Regions from separate parts of the Mus musculus genome. Here regions 2 and 3 are each linked to region 1. A link is a contact called in public Hi-C data. All regions are on one chromosome and are shown on one strand. Each heading gives the region's core, a stretch centred on a gene start, on an enhancer-like site or on the middle of the called end of the contact. The rest is flanking DNA. Distances are from core to core; before and after follow the strand shown.

Region 1 (3,301 bases), core at 272-2,771:
CTGCTTGGCAGGCAGAGAGGCCTGGAAGCATTCACGAGGCAAAGAGTTTTGAGGAAACTCAACCTCCTGGAACCTTGGCATTCTCATAACCCATATACTCATACCCTATCCCTGTGTTAGTCTGGTGTATGGATGCACGTGCTCTCTTTTAGTATTATTTTATTATAAGTGCCTTTAAAGATTGAATTCTGACATAGCTAAGCTTTCGCCAGTGTTCCAACATCCCAGAAAATCCTTGAAGCCAACAAACTTGAAATTCAGTAGGAATTCAGTAAGAAGGATATCTTTTCAGTAACATTCAAATTTACTTCTAGTAGAGACAGGTGAAACTAATTAGGCATTACAAAAAATGGAGATGGAATAGCTCAGGGTTGGTCTGTAGAGTGTTTACTTGGGACAATAGCCAGTTTTACCCAGACAAGGGAATTCACAATGGCCTAGCGAATAGGTGGGTTTACCATGAAAGAGTTAGGGAATCCCCCTGAGACATGTTTCTTCACTAGGCCCAAAGAAACAGTATAAATCAGGCATTTACTAAGAACTCCTGGTTAACAATAGACTAGCATTACACCTGGCTCCCTTCTTAGTGGCAGTGGCCTGGTCCCCACCTTCTTTTGATGTATACATTCCTTTTGTATTGTGTCACTGTAACTTGGAAGATGTATCTCGCCTGGTTTCTTGTCGCTCTTGTGTATAAAAAGTATGATGCTCAACTTGAAAAATTACATTCAGATTCTACACAATCTCTCGTGTTGATTCTGTTTGTCATTCATTCACCGACTCCTTGTCCGCCTGCAACCAGAGACCCGTTCTACGCAGACAGGGACCCAAAGGGTCTGTGGCAATACATATATACACACACACATGCATACATACATATCATAATGCACAATTGATTTTTAATTATTCATAGGAAGAACACATTTTTTTTTTTTTTTGGAGAGAAATTAGATGGAACTGGAACCTTAGTTGATCATGTTAACTGAAAAAGCTAGAATCAGCCAGGTACCATATATTTTTCCTCTCATATGGAATTTAAAAAGATGTTGTGATGGTCTGAGTGATGAACACCCCCATAGGCTCCTATATTTGAATGATTGCTTCCTGGCTGGTGGAAATGTTTGGGAAGGACTAGGAGGTGTGTATACCCGAAAATGGCTTGGAGGTTTCAAAAGCCCATTCTGTTCTCAGTTAGCTAGCTCATTCACTCTCTGCCTCCTACTTGTGGATAAGGATGCTAGCTAACACTATAGCACTGTGCCTGGCTGCCTGCTGTCATGTTCCCCTTTGCTATTGTGAGCTCCAAATTAAGCATTTTTAAAAATAAGTTGCTTTGGTCCTGGTGTTTTGTCAGGGCAACAGAAAAGTAACTAAGACAGACATAGTGAAGGGGGACTATTTAGGAAAAGAAGGCAGGCAAGAAAGGACAACAGGCATAAACTCTGAGGGTTTAGACCCCACTTCCTATATGTGGCTGAGATGTGAGTGCTCAGCTTCCTTTGTCTGATATCATGGGTTCTCCACCATCATGACTCACCCTCTGGAACTGTGTCTCCAAATAAGTTCTTGTATGAGTTGCTCTTTGGTGTCTTGTCACAACAAAAAGTAAGAAATAGGTGGTGACAAGCTGGGGGTGGAGCCTAGTGAGAGGAAGTAGCTCACTGAGGACAGATGTGGAAGCATGTGTTTTGTTTTCTTCTTCTTTTTTCTTCATTTTTATACGACTTAATTTTATTTATTTATTTATTTATTTATTTATTTTGGTTTTTTCGAGACAGGGTTTCTCTGTGTATCCCTGGCTGTCCTGGAACTCACTCTGTAGACCAGGCTGGCCTTGAACTCAGAAATTTGCCTGCCTCTGCCTCCCAAGTGCTGGAATTAAAGGCATGCACCACCACGCCCGGCATGACTTTATTTTTTTTTATTAGATATTTTCTTCATTTACATTTTCAATGGTATCCCAAAAGTCCCCTATACCCTCCCCCCTGCCCTGCTCCCCAATCCACCCACTCCTGCTTCCTGGCCCTGGTATTCCCCTGTACTGGGGCATATGATCTTCGAAAGACCAAGGGCCTCTCCTCCCACTGATGGCCGACTAGGTCATCCTCTGCTACATATGCAACTAGAGACATAGCTCTGGGGGGGGGGTACTGGTTAGTTCATATTGTTGTTCCTCCTATAGGGTTGAAGACCCCTTTAGCTTCTTGGGTACTTTCTCCAGCTCCTTCATTATGGGCCCTGTGTTCCATCCAATAGATGACTGTGAGCATCCACTTCTGTATTTGCCAGGCACTGGCATAGCTTTACAAGAAATAGCTATATCAGGGTCCCGACATTAGTGAGTGTGTATCATGTGTATTCTTTTGTGATTGGGTTGCCTCACTCAAGGATGATATCCTCCAGATCCATCCATTTGCCTAAGAATTTCATAAATTCAATGTTTTTAATTGCTGAGTAGTACTCCATTCATACTCTGTGTCACGAGATGAGCTGCTCTGGTTATTCACTGATAATTTTATGAAGTAGTTGTCTCAGTTTTCCCCATGGCAAAATGACCTGACAAGAAGCAACTTCAGGGAGAAAGGGCTTATTCTGATTTAACTAGAAACTGTGATGCAGTTTATTATAGTGGGAAATTCAGGCAGGGAAGGTAAGATGGAAGAACAGGAGACTGGCAGGTCACATTGCATCTATACCCAGAAAACAGCAGCAGAAGCTTGTGCTCAGCTTACTTTCTTCTTATATAATTCAGGATTCTAGCTCAGGGAATGGTAACACCTGTGGTGGATGGGCCTTCCTGCTTTGATTAATCTAATTAAGGCTACACTTTGTAGGCATAACCTGACCTAAATAATCTCCCACAGGTTTAACTGGAGGCTTGTCTCTGGTGATTCTAGAGCCCGTGAAGGATCATGTTGCTGGCTTACCCATTGGTGTTATGTTTTCGCTCTTGTAAGTTGTGGGGTAGGAGTAGGGGAGCTATGGTCCTAGTGATATTTCTGTCCACATTGAGTGACCCAGCCTTGGTGCTCTAGCCTCTCTCAATACACTGAAGGCTCATAGACTCTAGGGATGTAAGGAAACTCTTGCTGGCAGATTTTGAAGTTTTTGTAGCTGGAAGAAGGCAGAAACAAGACTTAGGGACACTACAAAGCTGTGATTGAATCCAGACACCATCTTAAGAGGATTGTAGGCAATCTGAAAAGAGAAGGAATGAGAAGGAGCTCCTGGTGCTGGGCAGGGGGCACACAAAGGGGCTCTGTTCTGAAACCCCTAGGGTGCCCCTTGCCTAGTGGACTAT
Region 2 (3,415 bases), core at 560-3,059, 95 kb before region 1:
GAGCTACCCTCAGTGGAAGAACTGCTGCTGTCTGGACAAGCATTCAAAGCCAATTGCCAGGGAAGCAGCAGCAGCAGCCAGCCTGCAGGAGCCAGGCCATAGAACTCAGACATTGTGTCCCAGAATTCCAGCTACTCCTCCACATTTCAGCTTCATAAACAGGATACTTGGCATTTCTTTGCCCATATGCAAAATGGGTGTGATAATCCCACTTCCCTCTTTCTTCCAAGAATCATTGGGTGAGATGAAATAAACAACAGGCAAAGAGTTTAGTACCACTCAGCCAGAGGTCCTTATTGCCCTCTGTCATTCTTTGGGGGGGGGGGGGGCAGTCACCATGACTTTATCGGAGGTCTGGCTTCTTACCAATTGCCCCAGTTAGTTCTCCAGGACCCAGCAAATGCACCCCCTTGTCTGTGCCCCCCTTCCCTCACATAAACACACACACGCACACACACACACACACACACACACTCCAAGTCCTGGCCTAGCCTCCTACAGCTTCCAGCTGCAGCCATCCCCGCCCCCTTCCTGGTCCTCAGCACAGAAAAGCCTTTCTTAATACTTGTTGATTGATTTGCAAATATAACCTCATAGGCCCCAAAGAGGGAAGCAACAAAATCACAAAGACAGTCAAAAATCTCTTTTAACAGGCAAAAAACTAAAAGCACTTTTAAAAAGTATTCATATGAACAGACCAAAGCCTCAAGGAAATACATCAATATGTCAAAAGGGTTAGCTCTGATGGGGTACACATTATTACTATAGTAGCTCCTGTATTCTTGGTTTGGGGTGTCGTTTTGAAGCTCTATACAGTGGAGCAGAAGGCACAACTCAAGAAACAAAATTTGGAGTGGGCTGTGACAAAGCCGAGGGCGTTCCAATCAGTTGTGGTCACCCTAGATAGTGCGGTCTGCTGGCCCCAAGCCCTGGAGGGAACTTTTTGTGTTCAGTCACGCTAGAGAGTCGGGATCACCTGCTGGCACCGGCCAGAATGCCAGTTGGGGAAGGAAGGGGTTCGGGGTCTCTTTTTGCGGCATAGACTCTCAAATCGATCCAAGCAAACGTCCCCAGGGGCAGAACACAGAACTACACAGAAACCCCGGGGCCCAGGACCCTCCCTCCTACTTGTCAGCTACAGTGCCCGCGTGCCAGGAGACACGTGCCACAGGTGGCCCCCAGGCCTGTGCCTGCACTCGTACTCCTCCGAATAGTGGGAAAAGGCGGGATGAGACCCCTGGCTCCCAAGCAACCGAAAGGAAAGGAAAAGAGGCACACAGCTCACTTGCCTGGAAAAGGCGGGAGTAAAGTCCTGAGAAGTCTCATTGCAGCCCCAAGCGGCTCCTCCGTCTTCTCTTCCCTAACTGTCTCAGGGAGCAAAGTCCGCAGGGCCGGGGCGGCGATAGTGTGGTTCCGCCCCCGCCCTCCTAGCTAGGCGCCGGGCGCCGCGACCAGGACCCTGCCGGCCCCGGAGCTCCGGCCCGCGTCGGCCCGAGGACCTGGCTGAGCCCCAGACTCCCGATCGCCGCAGACCCCCTGGTCGTCCTCAGTCCTGGATCCCAAGCGCCCTTCCCGGGTGCCCCCGCGCCTTGTCCCTACACCCTCAACTGTCTCCGCGCCCAGGTTTGGTGTCTGCTCGGCTGCAACCCAGTTCCAAGACCCCGAACGCCCAGGCTCTGGAACCTGAGCGGGGGCCCCAAACAAAGAGTGTGGCGGCGTGTGGCTGCCCCTGCCCTGCTCCCGACCCTGGTACCTGGGCGAACCCGCAGCGCGGTCCGGCGGGGCGATGGCCGAAGCGAAGCTGGGCTCCGAGCTGCTCGCGGGCGGGCCCGTCCTCCTGGCTGGCCGCCCGCGCCCGCGGCAGGGCCCCCTCGAGGCGGCTCCGGCAATCGCTACGGACCGCCCGCGCACCGGAGCCCTGCCGGTCACCTGGTCTCATCTTCCTAACAATGTCCTGCGTTTCCAGGTGCTGGACACCCGCCCCCCGCACTCACCCCCTCGGGTTCCTGACCCAAGGGATGAGCTCTTTAAAATACCCTCCCACTTCGCTGGCCTCCCTAAATACCTCGGGGGCCCCAGTATTCTATAGGCTCAACAGTTCCATGTCTACGTAAGTGCACCTGGGGAGGGAGGTTCGAGTCCCATTCCTGCAAAACCAGTTTATTGTTTCATCCAGTGTGTCTAAGTGCTGTTTCTGCCAGGAGGAAGTCCTACAATACCCTCCAGTGACTTATTATCCCGTGGGGCTCTACGTGTATCAAGCAGCAGTCTCTAAGACAGCCCAGGATGCTCCAACAGCCCCTTCAACATCCAGAATTCACCAGGCAGGAGGAGATGATGGTGCTGGGTAGAAGTCCCTTGACTTCTTAAAGTGAACCTAGCAGGAGAGAATACGGTTGAGGCTGGCAGGAACACAGGAGAAAGAAGATCTCCTGAACAGCCTTTCTCAGATGAGGACAGAGCAAGATTTCTTAAGAGATCCCCAAGATTCGGATAGCTGGGCCTCTGTGTCCATTTTCTCATTGCGATCTCCAGGGAATGATGGCATGCCATTGCATGGTCTTTCAAACACGTCTGCATAAATGAGATGGAATTTCCATCAGTTTCTAGTGGACACCAGCAGCCCTTAATATCTCTGATTCCACTCCGGGAAAACACTCCAGGTAGCTTTAAAAGAGGGTAGAAATTGTATCTATCTGCTCGGTGCAGCCACTGTCTGAGGTTACCAAAACCTGTTCAATTCTTGCCATATTGTGCCTTCAAGAAAAAGCCAGGCTTGCCAGGAATGGTGGAGAAGCTGAGCTAGGAAAGTAATATCTGGTGGATCTGTTTACAGCGCAGCCTTCACAAACACTGAGGTGAGGCCCTGGATCCTAGGCCAGGCTAGAGGCCGGGCCACACCCTGTTTCCTCTCCCCCAGGTTTGGGAAGGCTATGCCTATCTCTGAGAAATGGAGACATTGGGAGAAGGAGATGTTGCCTGAGGCAAAAGCTTCCCCAGGCCCTGAGCCCCAGGCCCTAAGGAATGAAACAAGCATTTCCCTAGCCTCTGGGAGTCCCACGGGTCATGGGTGAGGAACAGGATGCTTGTAAAGGAGCCTTTAGAGGGGATAGGGAGGAGGTCACAGTCATTCTGCTAGAAAGGGGGACAAGGCAGGAACTGTTCCTTTGCCTTTGACCTGGTAAGAAAACACCCCCAAAATCTTAACTTGACATAGGTAAACCAAGTGGTGGGGATCAGAGCACTGTAAGGTGAGGATCCAAGACTATCCAGATTCCGTGCTGTTCTCTCAGATGTTTACCAACAGCCTACTCACTCCAGCCCTCCAGTCACTGGGTTGCCTTGCTTGGTCCCAGCTGCCCGAGGGACTGCAAGAATTTCCACAAGGTGTTCCAATCACCCTCCTTAAGAGCTA
Region 3 (3,803 bases), core at 365-2,864, 100 kb after region 1:
CTTTTCTGAAAACTTGGCCAATCTTGTCAAATCCTAAGCAAGTGGGAGAGCTGCAGGGGACATCTAGAGGCTCTGATGGAGAAACAGCATTTCTTGGAAAGGAGGCAGAGTCAGCGTGAGAGGCACAAATACAGCTGGTAAAACCCTGAAAATATTCACAGCCCCAGGGAGAAAGCACTGTCCAAAGACACAGAGGGAGGGAGGCAGGGAGGAACATCGGCAGACAAGCTTACTGCACACCTGCCGCTAGGTAAGGCCCATATCTGTTTGAAAAAACAAGCTAGCATATGTTTAATGTCTATACTGAGTTCCCATAACACTTAAAATTGCTTTTAAAAATTTATTTATTTTTTATGTGTATGGGTGTTTTCTTTTTATGCACTTCTGTGTATCATGTGTGTGCCTGGTACCTTCAGAGGGCAGAAGAGGGCATTGGATCCCCTCGGACTACAGTTACAAATTGTTATGAGCAGCTCTATGGGTGTAAGAAACAGAAGCAGAGTTCTCTGGAGGAGCAGCCAGTATCCTTCACCACTGAACCATCTCTCCACACATACACACACACAAACACACCCCCACACCCACAGTAGATTTTGAGGTACTGGGGCATCAACCCAAGGTGTCTTTGCCCACATTAAGCATGTGATCTGCCAGTGAACTGCACCCTTGGCCCAAGCTTGCAGAATTTAGAGAAATGTTATCACTTGCCATACTTGCTCCCCGTTGGGACCACATTAATGAAGCTGTCAAGAAACACCTGCTGCTACCCAGAGCTCACACATCCCCACACAAAGGAACCATCGTGCTCCTTCATGGCACACTGGAGAGCAAGAGGTGAACCAAAGGATCCAACCATAGCCTGGTCCTGTGTGCACTAATTACAGCAATTATATCAAATGGGCCCACAGCTCCAGTCCAGCGAGAAGACCACTGGGATGGAGCAAGGATTTTGCCTCACCTCACTTGTGGCTCAGTTAAGTTTTGTTGACTTGAGATTTCATGAAGACTTTGAGTTCAGAAGTACTTCAAACACAAATTAAATGTGACACAATCTGATATTAGAGTAATTTTTTTGAAGACAGAAATCTAGAATCTTACTTATCCTAACTTTATAGAGGATGCTGCAGCAGCCAGGAGCAAAGGGCTGCCAGCCACAGGGAGCCAAGAGAGCACCCCTTGGATTCCATCGGATTCACTTTTCCTAGGCTTGCCCTGCCCCCAGAATGCTACAAATAACAGCCCCTAGGGACTTGTTGATTTTAAGGATTAGGACTGGGGGGATGGGTGAGGCAGAGAGGGTCCACTTTAAACATTCCATTTTGAACTATGACATATAAATATGGCAGTGAGGTCTCTATCCTTGTGGGAAACATGAGGCTCTAAGCCCACCTGGGTCAACATTTGGGAGGGTTACCTGAGTGTACCAGGTCCAAGAGTACAGGAATTTTACAGATGTTATCTCAGCTGGAATATTTGACAATCGAGAGGCATATGAGAAATGTCAAAGAAAAAGGAATTCGTGAAATGTGAGATAAAAATAAACTAGCCAAATCAGTGGTTTTTGTGTTTTGATTTCCATGTCTAAAAAAGGCCCCACATGGTCTCTTTGTTTTGCTCACAGCGCCCCCTCCTGGCATAATCTACGCACCTGTTCATACAGAAGAACTAAGTTGTCCAAGTAGAAGCTAACTGTGGCGTTGGAAAATGGGACTCAGAAACTACCATGTAGCTTCCCTAGAGCTTTAGCAGTCCTGGGATTATTGAGTCATGGCAAGTTCAAGTACTGGGGCTTCCAGGCAGTACCTTGCTAAAAAGTAATAAGAATAAAGGGAATGACATCTGGGAGTCACCATCTAGCAGGGTGCCTGTGTTCCTCTGCCTTACAGAATCTAAAAATATGTCCCTAAAGCAAAAAGGTGAGATGAATTGTTCAAAGGCAACACATTCATAAAAATGCTACAGAAATGAGTATTAAAATATTCCTTACAGAAGAGAAAGGAAACCCTGGAGTGTGTAGAGTTGTTCTGTCAGTAGAAAGTAAGCAATGATAATCCATATCGCCAGAGTCACACTGCCTTGAAGAAACTGCCCAGTTGGTAACTTTCACTGACTAAGGAATGTTCTAAATGTATCCACTCGTTTCATTGGGCATCCGAATCTCAGAGGTGTCAGGACCCCAAAAAGGTACCCATGTGTCAGATGAATGGGAGTGGGCCTTTGCCTTAAACTGCTCCCTTGGTCAGTGTTTCTTTATAATGCAAATCCTGCTGCAATTAAAAGTAGGAAATAAAAACAATGAACACTTGAATGCTTGGCAGAGAAGCACAGTTTGAAATTGGGTATCAGGAATCATGAATTGTGACTGTAGCCTTTGGTTAAAGAACACTGATATTTTTCTGCAAAATAGATGATATGACTTTCTCAGGCCTAGAACTTCTTTCACTTTTGACCCCAAATGAGATGCCAAGCACCTGCCAAAGTCTGCAAATGGAGCCCTCCGTTAACATGGGTAATTAGACAGCCTTTCACAGACTTCAGACACAGGCTTTGATGAAGACCTTTCTCTGGGCACAGTCTTGGATAGGTGAAATTGACAGGAGGTGTGGGTAGATCGTCTGTAGGGCGCCCCCTTCTGGAACACAGTGAAGGAAACTGATTCTGGAACCCAGAGCCTGAAGTCTTTGAACATGGGTGTAATGACCATGAATTAGTGCAACACTCCCCAGATCTGCAAGAGCCCCCCAATCCTCCTACCTTGTAAATGCTTTCCTGATGGCATGATTGAGAGAAATTTCACCTGGGCAGAATCTCCCATATGCTATAAACAAAAGCAGCAGTAGCATGATGCTGTGTGTGGTCATGTCTCTGCGAAGAGAGATTAAAGAATTAGCATCCTTAGAGATCCCGTGTGTTCACATTTCCCTCATGGAAAGTATTTTAGGGAGCCGGGCATCTATGTCCCGGTTCGGATGTATTTGTAGAAAGGCACGAGATGGGTTAAATGCTGTGTTTATTCTTTGTACTTTCAAAAGACTCTTTCTTAGTTTTTATTAGTTCTTTGAAAACTGCACAAAAGTACTTTGATCACATTCACCTCCTCACCCAGCTCCTTCTAGACCCACCCACTTGCCCTACTCATTCAAGTTTGTGTCTTTATTGTTTTCTTTTTAACCATTCAAGTATAATTCGTGCTGCCCTTATGCTCTGCAATATGTGGCCTTCCACTAGAGCTTGGTCAACCTACTCTGGGCATACCCTTAAGGAAAACTGTCTCTCTCCCACCACCTATCAATCGCCAATAGTTTCTTAGCTTGGGATGGGATTTCAACACCTCTGTGTTGGTTTTGCTCTTTTATGTTATCAACCTCCAGCTTTCCCACCCCATTTTGAAAAGCCTATTCACTTGTACATCGAATTGTCTTAACGTTTTTGCCAATAAAACTGCTTGGGCCTATTTATTGGCTGCTTCTGGTCTCTCCCTTCTGTTCCATTGATTTAGGTGTCTATTTCATTCATCTGTGATTTACTCTCCACATTGAAGAGTCCTGGATTTTGGTATTTCTGAGCTAGAATCCATGTTATCTTTCTCAGACTGTAAACAATTCTCTTTGAGGACAGCAGCAATGACAAAACTAGACAACCATGTAATTGCTTGTGTGTCCTATCCCACAGTGGGTCATTAATCTGAAGAATGACAGACACCTGCTATACACTGATGTAGGCACTGGTGCGTTCCCACTGCTTTCAGGCTACATTTCAACCTTTGAGGATTGTTTCTTAACTCTCCTGACTGTTTTATGCAT

The links. A called contact is a pair of places that touch in the nucleus more often than the background predicts.
Region 2: a Hi-C map of bone marrow-derived macrophages shows a contact between it and region 1, with 3 times the contacts expected there. The contact joins the promoter of Tns3 here to the enhancer-like site in region 1. A contact is called at or near these places in 5 of 39 promoter capture datasets (the 3T3-L1 cell line, the C10 cell line, the HPC-7 cell line and 2 more), 11 of 484 Hi-C or Micro-C datasets (the C2C12 cell line, ECoMG myeloid progenitors, bone marrow-derived macrophages and 5 more), 6 of 115 datasets of contacts at active chromatin or transcription factors (the SCID.adh cell line, bone marrow-derived macrophages, embryonic limb bud and 1 more) and 2 of 9 other capture datasets (bone marrow-derived macrophages and macrophages).
Region 3: a Hi-C map of bone marrow-derived macrophages shows a contact between it and region 1, with 2.5 times the contacts expected there. The contact joins two enhancer-like sites. A contact is called at or near these places in 12 of 484 Hi-C or Micro-C datasets (the C2C12 cell line, bone marrow-derived DN3 thymocytes, bone marrow-derived macrophages and 3 more), 1 of 115 datasets of contacts at active chromatin or transcription factors (embryonic stem cells) and 2 of 9 other capture datasets (embryonic stem cells and liver).

The regions. Positions count from the first base shown.
Region 1 is chr11:8,758,495-8,761,795 of GRCm38.p6, forward strand. No RefSeq gene overlaps it. Among named protein-coding and RNA genes, the nearest start is that of Gm36772, 39 kb to the right of the region's middle. Within about 2 kb of position 1,522, at least 60 of the 459 cell types and tissues checked have an H3K27ac peak or open chromatin away from gene starts, as enhancers often do. A contact at or near this core is called in the C2C12 cell line, the HPC-7 cell line, bone marrow-derived macrophages and 3 more, where this site is marked.
Region 2 is chr11:8,662,726-8,666,140 of GRCm38.p6, forward strand. Tns3 (tensin 3) reads right to left here and starts at 1,810. Exons shown (of 31, transcript NM_001083587.1): 1 at 1,754-1,810.
Region 3 is chr11:8,858,442-8,862,244 of GRCm38.p6, forward strand. It overlaps Pkd1l1 (polycystic kidney disease protein 1-like 1), which reads right to left. Exons shown (of 52, transcript XM_017314870.1): 41 at 2,755-2,865. Among named protein-coding and RNA genes, the nearest start is that of Gm40814, 61 kb to the right of the region's middle. Within about 2 kb of position 1,615, at least 16 of the 459 cell types and tissues checked have an H3K27ac peak or open chromatin away from gene starts, as enhancers often do. A contact at or near this core is called in bone marrow-derived macrophages, where this site is marked.